3 separate regions of the Zea mays genome follow, and all the other regions are linked to region 2. A link is a contact called in public Hi-C data. All regions are on one chromosome and are shown on one strand. The core of a region is the stretch at or near the end of the contact, and the rest is flanking DNA. Distances in the headings are between cores, read along the strand shown. Region 1 holds the start of LOC100281098 (kelch motif family protein). Region 2 holds the start of LOC100284905. Region 3 holds the start of LOC100382452.

What was found. Hi-C and Micro-C count contacts between places; a contact is called where the count stands out from the background.
Region 1: a contact with region 2 is called in a Hi-C map of leaf, with 2.2 times the contacts expected there. The contact joins the promoter of LOC100281098 here to the promoter of LOC100284905 in region 2. A contact is called at or near these places in 2 of 25 Hi-C or Micro-C datasets (endosperm and leaf).
Region 3: a Hi-C map of leaf shows a contact between it and region 2, with 7 times the contacts expected there. The contact joins the promoter of LOC100382452 here to the promoter of LOC100284905 in region 2. A contact is called at or near these places in 3 of 25 Hi-C or Micro-C datasets (bundle sheath, endosperm and leaf).

What each region holds. Positions count from the first base shown.
Region 1 is chr1:14,505,438-14,509,281 of Zm-B73-REFERENCE-NAM-5.0, forward strand. LOC100281098 (kelch motif family protein) reads left to right here and starts at 1,622. Exons shown (of 2, transcript NM_001154017.2): 1 at 1,622-1,916; 2 at 3,320-3,844. The coding sequence starts at 1,851. It overlaps LOC100282834 (PP2Ac-5 - Phosphatase 2A isoform 5 belonging to family 2), which reads right to left and starts at 1,240. Exons shown (of 11, transcript NM_001155740.1): 1 at 1,021-1,240; 2 at 251-307. The coding sequence starts at 1,113.
Region 2 is chr1:14,103,042-14,106,999 of Zm-B73-REFERENCE-NAM-5.0, forward strand. LOC100284905 reads right to left here and starts at 1,537. Exons shown (of 3, transcript NM_001157800.2): 1 at 1,299-1,537; 2 at 530-898; 3 at 1-425. The coding sequence starts at 1,421. It also overlaps the pseudogene LOC109942743.
Region 3 is chr1:13,803,880-13,807,348 of Zm-B73-REFERENCE-NAM-5.0, forward strand. LOC100382452 reads right to left here and starts at 1,817. Exons shown (of 19, transcript NM_001175193.1): 1 at 1,696-1,817; 2 at 1,245-1,340; 3 at 1,033-1,145; 4 at 838-904; 5 at 650-742; 6 at 155-298. The coding sequence starts at 1,779.

The sequences.
Region 1 (3,844 bases), core at 372-2,871, 400 kb after region 2:
AAGACTGAAAGATTCAAAGTTCAACTCCTTAATCATAACATCATTGATACATAGTACGACAATAAGGGCCAACCAAAATGGAGCATCACAATAAACATTAAACAATGTTCTTCATTCGATGCAATGGCAAACATTATACTACTAGTTCAACAGCATTTGGAACAATCAATATAGGTACCTCCTACACCTAGAGTGAAACTGTGAAAAATACCCAGCCATCAGTGAGAGGTAAACTGCCAGCACAGCTTACCTGAACGTTGCTTTCCTCCATCAATATCTCCTTGGCCTTCTCGCACAGGGCCTTAACCTGAAATATGTGGGAGTCATTATGCCGATTCCAATAATGTTAGTCCTGCACATCTATGCACCAAGTATCCCTTCTTTTGGCCAAGCGGAAACATAGCACGCAACCACCAAATAAGCATTGTTTTCAAGTCTGGCTGGCCGATTTGGATGATTAATCATTTAATCGTGATTAATCACTATTAGTCGCACAACTTGGGCGATTAATCGCGATTGGTTTGGGTCCAAACCGACTTGAACGATTAATCGTGATTAGTTGGACGACTTGAAAACAGAGCAAATAAGTGTTTGTACTATCACACCCTAAATATTTGTCTGAGTTTGATTAAATTGGAAGATCACAATAGATGCAGCTTTCCATTTTTGTGCTACTTTTCTGCGAGAACAAAAGGAGATCTATTAACACGAATCAAATCTGAATCACAACATTCGGAATGATTCGAAGCTGCACTCTCTAGGCACAAACTACACACTAGACCATCACTCTATGCCAACGAATCACCAGATACCAAAAGAGGTTCAAATATCCCCCAAACCACCGGAACACCGGATCACACTTCCAACCAAACAGTGCACCGAAGAGAAGGCGAGAAACCCTAAGCGTGCCCTTGCAACAGATCAAAGGCAGTCTTATCATTCGGCAGATCACACCGCGAAATACAAACCAGCGAACTGGAAACCCGAATGGAACGGGGGTATAGCTGGACTGGATCTCACCTCCTGCTCGGCGAGCGGGCGGCACTGCATCAGCTGCTCGATCTGCGCGTCAAGGCCGCCGCAGCCGCCGTTGTCTACGTTCATGGGATCCATACCGCGGCCGCGTCTTCGATACGAGAAACCAGCTCGAGCTCGAGCTCAAGCTCGTCGCCGGCGGCGAGGCGGCGAGAGAGCGCGCGCGGGGCACTAGACTGACAGAGTGGGGAAGGAAATCGGGGAGGGGGGATCCGAGAAAGAGGCTGGAGAGATTGATCGGGAAGCCCGCTCGCCAGGTGGGCCTCCCTGCTCCACATATGGGCCCGCTCGCTCCATGCCGCGTGCGCCGTGGCAAGTGGTTCGGAGTTGGTCGGTGTATGGGTCCACGCTGTCAGTGGGCCAGATCATTGTGGGCAACGTGGAGCGAGGACCGAAAGATGAAGGTCACCCGGGGCCCACAGGACCCCACCTGTCAGGGCGTTGTGTCGTGAGTTAGAATGGGTCACTGACTTGGTGGTCCCGTCTTTCATGGGGCCATCTTTCAGTCACATCTTGTGCCGAGAGGACTCCGGTAACGGGCCCACGAGTCGGAGGTGAAGTTCATCTGCGGTCTGCCGACCAAATTGAGCTTGCGACTGCAAACCAATCCCTAGTGCCTAGTCGCCTGATCTGGGGAGAACGCATCTGAGACTGATTTTCGAGTCAAAGCTACTGCTCGTTTGAAGGGGAGCCACCTGTGCGGTTGCGCTCCTCTTTGCTCGTTGGGTTTTGGTTCAAGAGGGGGAAACCTTCGTGGAGACTGAAGAGGAAGGCCAAGTTCGAGGGTGTTCCTCGTCCACTCTTCTCGATCCGCAATGCGTGCGGCCGCCGGAGACGCCCCGCCGCGGCGTGCGGGGGGTATCCGCGTCCGTGTCCCACTGGTGAGCTCGGCTCCACTCCCACCTTTCTTGGCCTCGATTAGCACGCGCGCCTCCTAGCTGCGAGAGATGTAGGTTAGCTCACAGATGGTGGTTCCTGTGCCAAACGCGCCACCTTTCACTTGAGGCCTAGACCTTTCTTCTTGAATCTGGCGTTCTTGTGCGTAAGGCTTGGAGGATTACGAGCTTTGGGGATTGTTGGAACTTGGATGTCTCGGTTTGGGTCCTTTAGGGCTTGGTTTGGGAGTCTAGATCCAGTTGTCCATGGAACGCATCTTCTAGCGGTTAGTTTCCTTACTGTTTTTGCCTTGAGTATTGTTAGCTGCGGCGTGGATATGCCACTTTATTGTTAAGGAACCAAATGAGTATCACTATAACATCTACTGCATTTTATATTGGCCCCACTTGCCACGAAGTCGTCCTCAGTTTAGTAACAACGGACTGAACTTAGAAAATTTCTAGCTACTAGCTAAGATAGTCTCATTGCCCTATCTATACTCTAGACTGCTCATGAGCCACAGGTCTTAAATCTTTAGTTAAAAATGATGTCTATAAAAAAGTGGCAGACCCAATGCCGGAGGTCTGCAGAAGGGATAAACCGAGGCAAACCTTCTCTCATAAATTGCGAAGATATTGCTTTGAATCTGTGATCTGATGCAATGAGACAGCTCTCACCACTACACTAGGTCTGCCCTTCTTTAGGAAATAGGAATCATGTCTTCACATGGAGTTTTTAAGGACAGAAGACATTTCATATACGATTGAAATTATAAATGGTAACAATTATATGGACTCGCAAGTCGCGGCGGTGGCGGCACGCAGGGAGAAGAGAGATGTGGGGAGGGAGAAGGAGAGCTGGGGGGGGAAGGAGAAGGAGAACCAGGTGGCTGAGGGGATCGTACGGCTGAGAGGGAAGTTGCAGTGGCTATCTAGATGGAGGCTGAGGGAGGTATGACCTAACCCTAAAATTGTTGGGCTGTGGTGGGCCAATTAGTTGTGGGCTTCTTTATTTTTCTTTTTTCCTTTTCATATGTTTTCTCTTCTACTAGGCTGAAATGGGCCTACTAGGCCTTAGGTGCTCGCCTTAACGCTTTAATAACTATGGTCCGGAACTGAAGCTGAACCCCCTGAATCAAATCCCAGATTTTGAAATACTCACTGCTGAATGATCTGTTCCCTCGATTTTGTATGTTGAAACTCCCAAGATAGATAGTTTCAAGCATGGTTAGTTTTCTAGCACTAACTGTCTGAATCTCATCTGCATAACATCTTACTAGTAGGTGGACAAGAATTTGTTTCATTGGTAATTTCATGCCCAGCTAAAAGTATGGTTTTTTTATTTTTATCTCCTTTTTCCATGTTCAGGTGAATATTAGCGTTCTAACTTGGTAAATCAATAACTGCAGGTAGAGTCTGTCTCCTGCCACTGCAGGGTAGATGGAGGTCTTAAAACCGTTGTAAGTGCTAGGAAGTTTGTCCCCGGTGCAAAGCTGTGCATGCAACCTGATATCATACCAAACAAGCGCAAGTCAAGGAGCTCACGCAAGGAGAGATCCAAAACTCAATCACCACTGCTGCCTGGGCTTCCTGATGAACTGGCTATTTCCTGTCTCATGCGGGCTGCTCGGATCGAACACCCAAATATGCGGTTAGTCTGTAAACGATGGAACCGACTTTTGTCTGGAAATTATTATTACTCCTTGCGTAAGAAATTCGGCATGGCAGAAGAATGGATCTATGTCTTCAAAAGGGACCGTGATCAGAAGCTATCTTGGTATGCGTTTGATCCTGTAAACCAGCTCTGGAAGTCATTGCCTCCAGTTCCACCAGAGTATTCTGAAGCTGTTGGTTTTGGTAGTGCTGTTCTCAACGGATGCTATCTGTACTTATTTGGCGGCAAAGACCCAGTACATGGATCTATGAGGCGCGTT
Region 2 (3,958 bases), core at 287-2,786:
TCAAAGACCGGCAGCCTCCTGCTCTTCTTCCGGTACGGCACCGCCACGTCGAGCAAAGCCAGCATCTGGTTCTCGACCCAGTCATCGTCGTCGCTCTCGCTCCCGCTCCCGCTCTTATCCGCCGGGCGTCGTCGTCCGTCACCGCCGCCACCGCCCGGCCACGTCGTATGCGCCATGATCCGGGCCAGCAGCTCCTCCACTTTCCGGACGATCTTGCCGTCCTGCTGGTCGCGGGCCTGCAGGTACCTCCCGGCGAGCACGTCGGCGAGGACGAGCTCGGCGTCGGCGAGCCGGGCCTGCTCGATGAGGCAGAGGGCGAGGTTGCACGCCTTGTTGGCGTCCGGGTCGATCATCTGCGCCTTCCGGTACACCACCTCCGCCGCCATGAAGTTGCGCTGCTGCATGTACGCCCACGCGAGGTTGCCCTGCATTGCATGCATGTCCGGCGAAGCTTATTAGCTATGCCACGCACTGGACGTGTGGACTCTGGAACAGGCTGGGGTCTGGGGACCGCCGCATGCACACGCACCAGGACGCGCGATGTCTCTTGCTTGACGGAGACGTGGATCTTGCGGCCGTGCGAGCGGGCGCGCTTGGTGGTCCTGCCATGGAACGCCTCGCCGAGGTAGATCTTGCGGAGCTTCTGCTTGAGCAGCTCGATCTCCTCCTTGGTCCGCCCGCTGGCCTTGTAGAGGTCCAGGAGGATGTTGTCCAGCGGCTCCTGGGACTGCTTCGGGCACAGGTGCCGCAGCGACCTGATGGCGTCGATGGCCTCCGCCAGGTACCCGCGCTGCTTCATCACCACCGCCATGTCCTTGAGCGCGCTGTCCAACTTGTCGCCCGCGCTGATCGCCTTCCAGAACCACGCGATCGACGCGTCCAGGTCCTTCTCCACCAGCTTAATTATTCGATCATCACAGCAACGGTATTAATAATAAATAATTTAAAAGTTCATTTCAATCAGATCACTCCGTTCCAAATTATTGTGAGTCGTTTTGCCTTTTTCTCTCTCTCTAGATCACTAGTAAATAAATGATGTTGCTAAATTTTACTCGGTAATAGAAAATTCAGAAATGCCTATAGATCTCAAGCTAATACTGTTAGTAATTGTGATTATTTGTGTGAAATTAACTTAATCACCAGATTATACAGATCTAACCAATAATGAGACCTAGAATCAAGCTAGAACAACCATCCGTCGACAGCAAAAAAATAAAAAAATAAAAAAACAGTTATGAGCATGCTGAGCTAACAGCTAATGATTGGTAATCTAGATCCTAATTGATGGAGGCTTTTACCTGGAAGTGCTTGGCCCTCGCGTAAGGCCCGTCGCCGGGCGGGATCTTGTGCGCGACGTGCGGCGAGGTCGGGCTCGCCGGCTGAGCCACCGCTGCCATGGCGACAAGTTGATGATTATCCATGCCTCTTCCTACTAGCTCCTCCTCCGGCTATCTAGCTCTAGCTAGAGCTAATGCTGAACCTTCTCCCGGATCGATGCTTCATCACCAAAGACGTACGGTCAGACGAGACGGCGAGGAGGCGGACCTGTCCCTGTTTATAATAACCCGCTGCAGCGTGTTATCCAAGTGCCCCACCAGACTGCCCGGGCAGCGCACGAGACCGGGAAGCCGTCCAGGTTCAGTCAGTGTGGTCGGGCCGGGGCATGCATACCTGGGCAAGTTCATCTGGACGTGTCCTGTAGCTGGTTGCCCCGACTGGCCCCCTGATGATAAGTGATAAGAACCGACCGCTTCGCGGCTTCGCGTCACGTAAAAGATGGACGTGGCACTCGGCTACTGGTGACTGGAGTGGAGCGAGAGTGATCCGTCCAGGCTCGTCAATCAGCTTCCTGCGTGCGTGACTGCGCCCACCCTCAGACAGCTCACACCAAAAGTTCATACTGCATAAGACGCCTACACCAAACAAAGTTTTAGTGTTTAAGGTAAAGTAGGTATTAATAAACAGGAAAAAAAAGAGGAACAAACAAATTGGTTTCTGTTCTATTTTACATGCATAAGACGCCTACACCAAACCATACTCGAGTCTCATGCCCCAAGGTTGACGTAAATACACCACCGAACCCCACGGTCCAGCAGCACTTATGTAGCTTGATAGTGTTCATCATTGTTAACTCTGTTAGGATATAATCTTAAATTCTAAGCTTGAGCATGCTTCTTACAATTAGCAAAGAGGACCAACCATTTAGGTGTCTCAATCATGCTAGATCGACTAAACAAAATAGAGTGCCAAGTCAAACTACTCGTGCTGATGGTCAGGTAGTCATGACTATATGCATAAACCATACTGGTAATTTAGAAAGCAATCACTTTTCAGTTCTAAAGCCAAATAACCAAAACAAGGCATATTACAGAGTCCCAAATCATCAAATGTTGTTCCCAAAATCAGCCACTTTTCATTTTTGTAATCAGCAAACAACAACACAGATATAAAATGAAACACATAAAGTAGACGGAAGTAAGAGGCAGTATACAATCTTGAAGTCTTCATTCTGAAATCTGAACTTCATGTATCTTCACTCTGATGAAGTAAAGAACAATGGTACAGAGGTGCAGACACTTCTCAATTAGGACTAAACTTGTCCTTTAAAGGCCAAAACCACTTTTAAATCCCATAATCCACAAGTGGCTACTCTAATGCATGATGCAATTTAAAACTGACTAAAAGGAGTAACAACTGCAGCCAAAAGCATAAATCTTCTTCGTTAAATCACATGTTGAGTCACCACTGTGGAAGCAAGTCAAGAAAAATAATAATAAATGGACAGCACATGGATACTCAAGAGCCTCATTGAGTCGGTACTGTTCATGTTGGCACCTGCTTGTGCTTGAGCAGGAAAATTCAGGCTTGAAAAATAGGCAGTTACCATCTGGGCTATGAACCATCAGATGCAATTTGGTGCATGACTAGAATGTTGAATCAACAGACTCGTGATGAATGATTTCACAAAGTTGGTACAGAAAGAAGCAATCAAATAGATGCTGCCATGTTAGATAAATTCCAAAGCACCAAGTACATTTCCTCCTTATAATGATATGAGCAACCTCCCTTCACAAACTCATGTATTTCTCCATCCACTTCAATCACACTCCGTCCAATATCCTTTCTCATCCCCTCATCACATATCATTTTCCTAATCCTCAAAACATCACCCCACATTGCTTCATCAGCATATATATTTGATAGAAAAACAGACTCCAGAATCAGCTCCAAGATTTGCAAGACGTTCCATTTATAACTCAGCCAGCTCAACGCAAATGTCCAGCACGGCCAAGTAGATCAACCAATTCTACCTCGGGATCTATCCCAAAATCATTTTTCATTCTGTGAAATATTTCTAAACCCTCTGAGATCAAGCCAGCATGTGTGCAAGCAATCAGAATGACAAGTACACTAAGATCGTCCACTGCAACCTTTTCTGCCTCCACTCGATGAAACAGCATGACAGCATCCAGACCATAACCATGAGTTGCAAGTCCAACGACATCCAGACCACATCATCAGATAGCACTTCTCCAAGCAAGAGTGAAGCCATCTTACTTGCTCCAAAGCGCCCAGCTGAGCACTAGCACTGACAGCCCCCACGGCAACGACCTTATCAGGCCTTACGCCACACCCCGGCATACTCTGAAAATACTCCAAAGCCTCCTTGGCTTCCTCACACCTGAATGCCCATCAACAAAAATGTTTCTAAGATCACATTCCGTGTAAACGTCGATCAAGGACCCCCAAGAGAACGTGTCTTTCTGCGGCATTTCGTCGAACAGCTCCTGCGCGAGCCTCATCTCCCCTTCCCGAAGAACCCAGCGACCATGGAGTTCCATGAGACGTTGCCCGCCTTGTCGAACACAATCCTCCCCTAGTGGCAATCCAGGATCCTGCATTAGAAGTTGATGAGCGTGTTCACCGTGAAGAGGTCCGCGCCCAGCCCTCTCTCCTC
Region 3 (3,469 bases), core at 567-3,066, 300 kb before region 2:
CAGGAATTATGCTACTTCAGAAGTAAAGAAAACGGACAAGCTCCTGGGCACATTATCAGAAGCACATGGAAGTCATTTTACTAATTTGACCACACATTGACCATAAGTAACACAATGCAAATGGAGTTATTGGCATACTGCAAGATTACTGTACCACTGGATCAGGTGCATCCTCCTCCTTGCACATCACCCACGGCACACCAGTGTCCAGTCCCACTGCCATCTTTGCTGCCCAGTTGATATATGCCTGACCTGCGGCACCAAACTCCTTGCCTTCTGGCCCATACTCATTCTCAATCTGTGCAAGGAAATATCATGTAAGTTGTAAATTGATTTGCATGTGTCCAGTAATGAATAGCATGAAGTAGTGGGAACATGGGACAAGCAAATCAAGATGTATCAACTAGATATCACTATCCATCAGACGCTACTCCAGTTTCACACTTGTATCAAGGATTCAAGGTGTAACAGCACAAACTAGCAAGAGCGATGACTTGTGAATTTGCTAATACCAATAGTTAAAAAACTTGAAGAGAATTAAGCTATTAACATGATGTACTAGAAGATTAGGGGCAACTGTTTATCCCCATATGCAGTAACTGAACCCTAAACCTTTGCACCAAACCTAAGGAAAAAAGATTATACTTGCCTGAGAGAGGATAATTGGGCCACCTTGGGATGCAAAGAGGTTTTCGCTCTTCATCATTCCAACAATTTTCTCAGTGAAACCCTGCATTGCCGTCTGCACAAACAGAGAGCAGCATTACAACGATGACAAAAGAAAAGTTACCTCCAACTAGATCCAGAAATGTTGGTGAGGTGATTTCACTGACCGACCTTGAAAGGTTCGTTGTCTGTCCTGAAGCTGATGCCTGGTACATACTTCAACCAAACTGGGAAGCCACTACGAAATTGCATGCATCGCAACAGAAGTCAATCAACAGGAGTGGTGCATGCATACATATACACCAAAACCGGAAACGGTAATACTCCGTTTTATCGCAGAAGTGGTTTCAAGAAATGGGGAAATACCCGAAGTTCCACTCGCCGCAGATGTAGGGGCCGATGCGGAGATGTACAAACAGGCCGGCCTTCTGGACCGTCTTTACGAACCTGACCAAATCGTACCTCTCTTCGAAATAGTACTGCGCGAAGCGAAAAAAAAAACCATCCGAATCCTGTATGAGTTAATGATGACAGCTGCTGAATGGAACTGGAAGAGCAGAGGTGTAAAATTTCTCTACATTTCCAGGCGTAGGCTCATGTCCGTTCCAAAAGACATAGGTCTGAATCACATCCAAGCCTCCATCTTTAGCCTTCTGAATCAGTCCTTCCCACATCTGATGGAAAAGAAACACAATAAGGACCCGCTTCAGAACCAATAGACTCTAGGGATGTGCTCAGGGAGCCTCTGTGCTCGTATGGAATTGTTCATGCGGGCACGGAGACTCGTGTGGGCACAGCATATGTTCACGTACTCTTAAGAAAATACCACAAAACCAACCCAGATTTTTTTTCGTCGGAAACTTTTTTTAGCTTAGAATACAGGATTATCCAAACGCTGTGCAAGGAAGAACCAAGCAACATGGTTGGTTGCTTGAGAAAAAAAAACACACTAAGAAAGGGGAAAGGTAGTGGCGTAGTGCAAGAGAAAATGTGAAACCCCCTTTGTTAACCCCCATCCAATAAACTAACCGTGGAATAAAGAGGGACGGCTAAAGTAGGAAAGCAATTTGCTTTTGATAGCATTGCATCAAGAACACAGCTGACCACAGCCATGAACTCCCCGCCGCCCCGGGGAAGAAGGGGGGAAAAAAAGAAGGAGAGGTTTTGAAGAATGCAGCTTATTACATCAGGGGTGCTCCTGGGGTAGTGTATGGATCCGGAGAAGAGAATCCGCCTCTGCCCATCAATGAGCACCGCCTTCTTGTCGTACGTGACCGCGCATTCCACCACGGCGGCCGCCAGAACGGCCACCACCGCCACTGCGCAGCCCAGCAGGGCGGCCGGCCACCACCTCCCCATGGCCAAACTCCCCGCTCCGAGAAGGCGGTCAAAGAGGAAGACCACAGCACAGCACACCGGGTGCGCGAGAGACTCTGTGTGGTCTTCACACACTGGTCTTCCAGCACGGCAGCACCACCTCCTCCCCCTCCGCCCTCAGACCTGCAGCCCCCCCCGCCCCTTGTTTTTTGTTGCTGCCCTTCTTCTTGGATTCTAGGATTCTTTGGGCGGGTTCTTGGGAGAGGGCGACAGTGGGAGTACCTGCTCGGCTCCACTGCAGCTTTTGGCGTATGGCGTGCTATTATAATGGCTGTGCTGCCTCCTGTCCTGACTCCTCCCACCCAGGCCCTACAACAAGTGGGAGAAGACGGAGGAAAGAGAAAAGACGGGTGGAAAAAAAAAAGAGACTGTGGGAAGCCGCGGCCCGTGTGTCTCTGTAGTCTATGTACGGTGGCAGAGGCAGTGAGGCACCGCGCACCGGTCACCGCCTCACCGCCACCGGTGGTGGGGAGCAGGAGCGGTACGAAAGATGGCAGCTCATCACGCTAGCTGCTGGGTGGCTGCCCATGGCCCCTCTTCTCTTGCGACTGCGATCTAGGCGAGATGGCTAATCTTATGTGACAGTAGGGTCTTGCGCTCGTCTTTCCGTGGCAAACTTCGTACGAACCTGCTCTGAGCCGTGAGCACTAGTTGAAACTGTTTCCCAAGGTAGGAGTCAAGTCAAAGCAGCAACGGAAGAAGTTATTGAAGCTCGGTTTTTTTTTCTACCTGCAGGCAGCTGGTTGGCATCATTGATACATGAGGGTCGTGTGGATCGTCAACTGCAGTCTCGTCTCGTCACTCCTATTTCTGTGCTAGTGCCGACGACAGCGACAGGTTAGTTACATACGCCAGCCATGCCGGTAGTACGGTAACTAGAAACGGGATGGGGTTCTCTGGGAGATGCGCGATGCAAGGCTTCAAGTGAGCGGTTCGCTTCAATAGGAGGGAGGGAGTACGGTGTGTGCCGATGCTGTAATAAACGAGCAGGCATAGCACATGCCATTGAAGTCGGTCGGCGGGCGGGCATGCAGCATCGTCGTGAGGCAGAGCAGAGCAGAGCAGAGCAGGAGCTGGAAACCACCTCGGTGCCATTCGTTTCTTCTTCCACCTCTAGGCTCTAGTTGTCCTATATATGCGTGATCCTTTTGCTGAGACTGGCCAACAAAAAGAGTGAAAGCCTGTGCTTGTGCGACGTGTGTGAGCGAGCGTCCAAGATGATGAGAGGACACCACGTCGTCGGTCTATCTGCGTAGTGCACCAAGGCCAAGAGTGTTCCAAGGAAGAACCGTGCAGGCGGTGCTTGAGCGTGACCGCTCCTTTTGGTTTGCACGCGTTCGGAGACTCGACTGGAGACCGGGGACGAGACCTTTACCGTGAGTCCGTCCGTGACATGGGCGATGGGTCTGATCTGAGCGCATACGGC